Regions from separate parts of the Capra hircus genome. Here region 2 is linked to region 1. A link is a contact called in public Hi-C data. All regions are on one chromosome and are shown on one strand. The core of a region is the stretch at or near the end of the contact, and the rest is flanking DNA. Distances in the headings are between cores, read along the strand shown.

Evidence for each region. Hi-C and Micro-C count contacts between places; a contact is called where the count stands out from the background.
Region 2: a contact with region 1 is called in a Hi-C map of blood, with 4 times the contacts expected there. The contact joins the enhancer-like site here to the promoter of ST3GAL5 in region 1. A contact is called at or near these places in 2 of 5 Hi-C or Micro-C datasets (both in blood).

Annotation. Positions count from the first base shown.
Region 1 is chr11:48,573,803-48,576,740 of ARS1.2, reverse strand. It overlaps ST3GAL5 (ST3 beta-galactoside alpha-2,3-sialyltransferase 5), which reads right to left and starts at 1,686. Exons shown (of 7, transcript NM_001314180.1): 1 at 1,589-1,686. The coding sequence starts at 1,673.
Region 2 is chr11:48,644,478-48,647,425 of ARS1.2, reverse strand. No RefSeq gene overlaps it. Among named protein-coding and RNA genes, the nearest start is that of ST3GAL5, 71 kb to the right of the region's middle. Within about 2 kb of position 1,560, at least 1 of the 5 cell types and tissues checked has an H3K27ac peak or open chromatin away from gene starts, as enhancers often do.

The DNA of each region.
Region 1 (2,938 bases), core at 437-2,936:
TAGTAAGTTAATTCCAAAAAATTCAATAGTAACCTATCATGGTAATATGAAACAATCTGGCAGTTTAAGCCAAAATTATAAGCATTTTCAAAATAGGCAGTCATTAATGTGCATGTTTATCACTGATGCCTGTCAGCCCTCTCCCTCTCTCTTCCACAAACACCTTCATGCCTTCTCACCTCACCCATTTTTTTTTCTCGCCTAGAGGAAGACCCAACAACTAATCATAACCAAGATTCATTTCATCTCACAGAAATAGCGTCCCTCAGACACCAGACAGACCTATGAAGCGGTTCACTATACTCTGGTCACAGGGCTCTGCCCGTTTACATCAGTCTCTCCTCGTCCAAGCCCTGGCTGGAATTCAGGTGATTCCTGGCTCTACAACTAGAAATGTAGGACATTCTCCTAACCTGTCAAGCTTTCAGGATTAGGCGAGTGAAACCACAACTCATCCTGACAGTTTCTGCTTCTGTGCCCCTTCACTCAGCAGACAGGATTCCTCCCCAAGGTTCCTCTCTTCTGTGGAAGCAGATTATCAAGTGGAGGGCTCAGCTTAACACCAGAGGGCAGGAGCCACATCTCCTTCCTCTTTGTAATCCCAAAGTCAGATCCATGCTTGGCCTGATGAGCAGGTAAACCAAAGGGGCAGATGTACGCTGGCAGGTAAAAACCATTTTCCTTTTTAAACAGACTGATACTTAATGAAGCAAAGGCCACAGGCATGAACTAAGACATGAAGACAAAAAATGTGTCTTTCCAGTGAGCTAGTGATTCCGCAGGACCCTCTTCATTGGCGAACACATTTGCCATCAGAACCACAGAACCAGGGGCCTGAAAGGGACCTTGGCCATCTGCAGGACAAGCCTCCCACTACAGATCAGGAGATGGAGTCTTACAGGGGGATCAGCGTGGCCAAGGTCACCCACCTCTTGTGGGGTTGGGCAGAACCTAGCTTCTTCCTATTCGAAGATGCTCTCAGAAAATCTTGTATTACTTAACACACTAAAGGCGCATATGAATGCACGCCCATGTCAAGCTACTCCTTACAATTCAGGAAACACCAAAGGTCACCACAAAACGTGTCTCTTCCGCAGGGCTGGCCGCACAGAGTGGGCACAAAAGGTCACTGGCGAATTTGTACCTGCAGACACTGCACATCACGCCTTCCCGATGGATGCGAAAGGCAGTCGCCGGAGCTGCTAGTCACCGAGGGACCCCCAATCCTGTCCCGGGGAAATGAGCTCGGAAGCTTCGAGCAATGAATTAAACCTCAAGTCGCTGCGGAACACAGAAGGGAAAGGGACACCGCGCCTGGAGCGCACATCCCGGTCGTTCACCCCTCCGTCTCCACCGCGTCCACACTTGCGCGGGCCGCGGCGTACCGAGCCGGTCCGCTCCGCGCGAGGCCACGACGCCCAGCCCGCGCCCCCGCCAGGCGCATTTGGGGGAGCCGTGCCCTGGGCGCTGCCCGTAGGAGGCTGGGGCGGAGCCGCCGGGCCCAGCCACGCGGGGGCAGGAACCGATCGCCGCCGCCGCCCCCGGCCAGCGGGCCCCGCTACGCCGAGGAGGGGGCTGCGCCACGTACCTCGGCCGGCAGGTGCCGCCGCCGCCGCCTCGGTTCGCGGCTGCAGGGGACGCCGCTCCGCGCCACCCGCCGCCTTCTTTCGCATATTAGGGAGCGGGCGCCAGCCTGCCTCTAGTCCCGGGCCCCGCGCCCCGGCCCGCCCCCAGCGCCGCGCTAGCGCCCATTCAGTCCCAGACCGAGCGCTCCCCGGCTCGGATGCGGAGGAGGGGCGGGGGCGGGCCTTGGAGTCACGAGGACACGAGAACCAATCAGAGCGCGCGAGGGCTCCCGAGGCTGCCTCCGCTCCCTGGACTCGCAACCCTCCACCCAGCTGGCCTAGGGGAGCCGGGCGCCCCCAGCTGGACGCGCGTTGGGCTGTGTGCTGGCGCTGACGGGGTCCCAGGCACCCACCGCCCTCTAGATCTCTGCGCGCGGTTAGATGGTGAAGGAACAAAAGGTGTTTGGACTGAGTATAGGCTTTTACTGCGCAGAGCACTCGTAGACGCGGAGCCGCTGAATGAAGGGGCTTTATGGAGTCACGTGCTTTATTCTCTGGGATGGACCTGCAGACAACACTGGATTGGAGTTCCTGGGGCCCTGGAGACAACAACGAGAGCTGCCTGAGTGTATCTGGAGATTTACTGAACAGTTTTATGTTGTTCCAAGTATTGGAGAAAAGTGAGAGAGCACTAATTTCGGGGATGGGTTATTGAGACTCAGCAGAAGTGAGTCACACTAAATCTTTTAGTGGCAGAGTATGAATGCGAACCTGCGTTTGGAGCGCTCATTTCCGTATCTCTGGAGTCCCCCTTGAATCTGGAGAGGAAATGTCATACAGTTTTTTAAAGCGTGAATATTCGTGAATCCCCAAGTTCAGGAATTAAAAGACTTGAAAGCACACGATATGTTGTTTCTTTAATAGAGCCAGGTGTATATTATGCGCCTTGCGACATTTCTGTGCAGTAGGACTTGTTGAGTCTTCAGTAAGGTCGGTGAAGTTGTTCTGCCTTCAGACTTTCTTTTGGGGTTGGCGAACACAGGGCATCGCAGTCATGTGCCTGTAATGTAGGTTATGGTTCCAGTTTGAAAAGCAAGATCCTAGACACGGAGCCAAATATATTTGCATAAACGGAGAGTCTTGTCACTTTTTTTTGTTTTTTTGCAACAGTTGGCGCACGGTTTGCACAGTTCTAAACAGGACTTGGAGTTGTCTGTCCTCTTCCCCAGCTGGGGGCAGGGGGACTGGGGGGAAAATGTGGGATCTTGGGTAACAAAGATCAAGAGGGAAAACTTGGAAAGGAAAGCATGGAAGGACTGCCTTCACACCTTTCAAAAGGATTTTGTCCTAAAAGTGTTTCTCGATTATTTAAA
Region 2 (2,948 bases), core at 311-2,810, 71 kb before region 1:
CAAGAGTCGGACATGACTTAGGAACTAAATCAATCAATCATGGATGCTGAGGTGCAAAGAGGTGGGCTATGCTGGGTCACGTGCATTGGCTCCTGATTGCTTGTCTAGACCGTCATCTCCACTGCAGGGTCTGGAAATCCAAAAACCTGGAGAGTCCCTGACTCTCCTGCCTTTCTACCTGTGAGGTTCTGGTGATGATGGGAGGCAATGGAGGGAAACTGGAGGGGGAAGATGGGAAAAGCCTTTTGTGGGGTGGGGGAGGGGGCTACTGGGAGCAGCTCGGCAGGGAGCAGTGGTGGTGGTTCTTGTAACACTGTTGCTCTTTGCTTCCTGCAGGCATGAATCTGTAAGTAGCTTTAACCTCCACTTTGTTCCTATAGCAATCCAACCCCTTTATCACTAAGGCTTTGTGTTCAAGCCTCTCTGTTTAAAATATTTCCAGTGCTTTCCATTTCGCCCATTGGACTGACAAAGGTCTCATTCTGTTCTTTGCTTTTTATGCTCAGCTCTTTGATTTGAAGTTAGATCCATCTTGTAGCATCTACAGCAGGTCCGGTTGCCTCTAACTGCTATGTCGTACTTCATGGGGTGTACATGGGCCACGCTGGACCCATCTGCTCCTCCAGGGTGGACACCTAGATTGCATCCACCAACATGCTATGATACATATTTTTATACGTTTCCTTTTTAGACCTGTGTGAGAATTTATCAGCAATTAAATTATGTACCCAGGATTGAAATTGCTTTGTCATAGGTCAAAGGTCTCTGCTACTTTTGGCTAAGCATTATAAGATCATGATCTTGAGTAGCACACTTCCCTATTAGATAATATTAGATAATGCTACAAATGTTGCTGTTTAGTTGCTAAGTCGTGTCTGACTCTTTTGTGACCCCATGGACTGTAGCCCACCAGGCTCCTCTGTCCATGGAATTTCCCAGGCAAGAATACTGGAATGGGTTGCCGTTCCCTTCTCCAGGGGATCGTCCCGATCCAGGGATTGAACCCAGGTTTCTTGCATTGGAGGCAGATTCTTTACCATCGGAGCCACCAGGAATTTGTTACCTGCGAGATGTTGCCTATCAGTTGCCTAAACTGAGTCGTTTAGTGGAAGAGCCCTAGAATTTTCTGCATTTGGAGTCTGAGATCCAGGCTAGCTGGGGAGGAGGCAATGTCCTGCAGGAGACGGACAGGCTAGGCTGTGGCTCTGAAGACTTGAGGGGGAGGCCCCACTGCAGACCTGGGTGTGGGAGAAAAGAGAGCCAGGGTGACCTGTGAGAGTGGATGATTTCTCAGGAAGAGATTACAATCGAAGGGGAAAAGAAGAGAAGATCAAGAGCAGAGACTTGGAGGGGGGAAGGTGAACCCAAGAAGTGGTCAGAGATAGAGCAGGAAGGAGGGAAGTAACTTCAGCTGAAGAGGAGGCCTGACCCGCACAGGAAAGGGGCCAACCAGGAAGGAGGGAAGTAACCTCAGCTGAAGAGGAGGCCTGACCTGCACCGGAAAGGGGCGGACTCCCTGCTCTGGAAGCCCTGTGCTCTGAGAGCTGCCATACACCATATAGACACAAGGTGGCGAGGTGGCGCTGTGGTCCATTCTAACAGCCACTCCTTTTAGTGTTGGGATTTTCTCCCTACTGCGCTTCCAAGGTGGTGCAGTGGTAAAGAATCCGCCTGCCAAGGCAGGAGACACAAGTTCAAGCCCTGGATTGAGAAGATCCCCTGAAGAAGGAAAATGGAAACCCATTCCAGTATTCTTAACTGAAAAATTCCATGGACAGAGGAGCCTGGGAGGCTACCATCCATGGTGTCACAAAGAGTCGGACGCAACTGAGCAAGCACCCACAATTTCTTCCAGGCTACAGTCCATGGAGTCGCAAAGCATTGGACATGACTGAGCGACTAACACTTTCAAAGGGAAATTAATTTGTGTTGCCCTCCCCACAACCCTCTCTCCCCATGCCCTCTTTTTTTGTTGTTCAGTTGCTCAGCACGTCAGGCTTCCCTGTCCATCACCAGTTCCCGGAGCTTGCTCAAACTCGTGTCCATCAAGTCGGTGATGCCATCCAAACATCTCATCCTCTGTTGTCCCCTTCTCCTGCCTTCAGTCATTCCCAGCATCAGGGTCTTTTCCAGTGAGTCAGTTCGTCGCGTCAGGTGGCCAAAGTATTGGAGCTTCAGATTCAGCATCAGTCCTTCCAGTGAATATTCAGGACTGATTTCCTTTAGGATTGACTGCTGGATCTCCTTGCAGGACAAGGAACTCTCAAGAGTCTTCTCCAACACCACCGTTCAAAAGCATCCATTCTTCGGTGCTCAGCCTTCTTTATGGTCCAATTCTCACATCCATACATGACGACTGGAAAAACCATAGCTTTGACTAGACAGACCTTTGCCATCAATGTTTCTGCTTTTTAATATGCTGTCTAGGTTGGTCATAGCTTTTCTTCTAAGGAGCATGCGTCTTTTAATTTCATGACTGCAGTCACCATCTGCAGTGATTTTGGAGCCCAAGAAAATAAAGTCTGTCACTGTTTCCGTTGTTTCCCCATCTATTTGCCATGAAATGATGGGACCAGATTCCATGATTTTAGTTTTTTGAGTGTTGAGTTTTAAGCCAGATTTTTCACTCTCCTCTTTCACTCTCATCAAGAGACTCTTCAGTTTCTCTTCGCATTCTGCCATTGGGGTGGTGTCATCTGCATATCTGAAGTTATTGATATTTCTCCCAGCAATCTTGATTCCAGCTTATGCTTCATCCAGACTGACATTTCGCATGATGTACTCTGCATAGAAGTTAAATAAGCAGGGTGACAATATGCAGCCTTGACATACTCCTTTTCCAATTTGGAACCAGTCCATTGTTCCATGTCTGGTTCTAATTGTTGGTTCTTGACCTGCACACAGGTTTCTCAGGAGGCAGGTAAAGTGGTCTGGTATTCCCATCTATT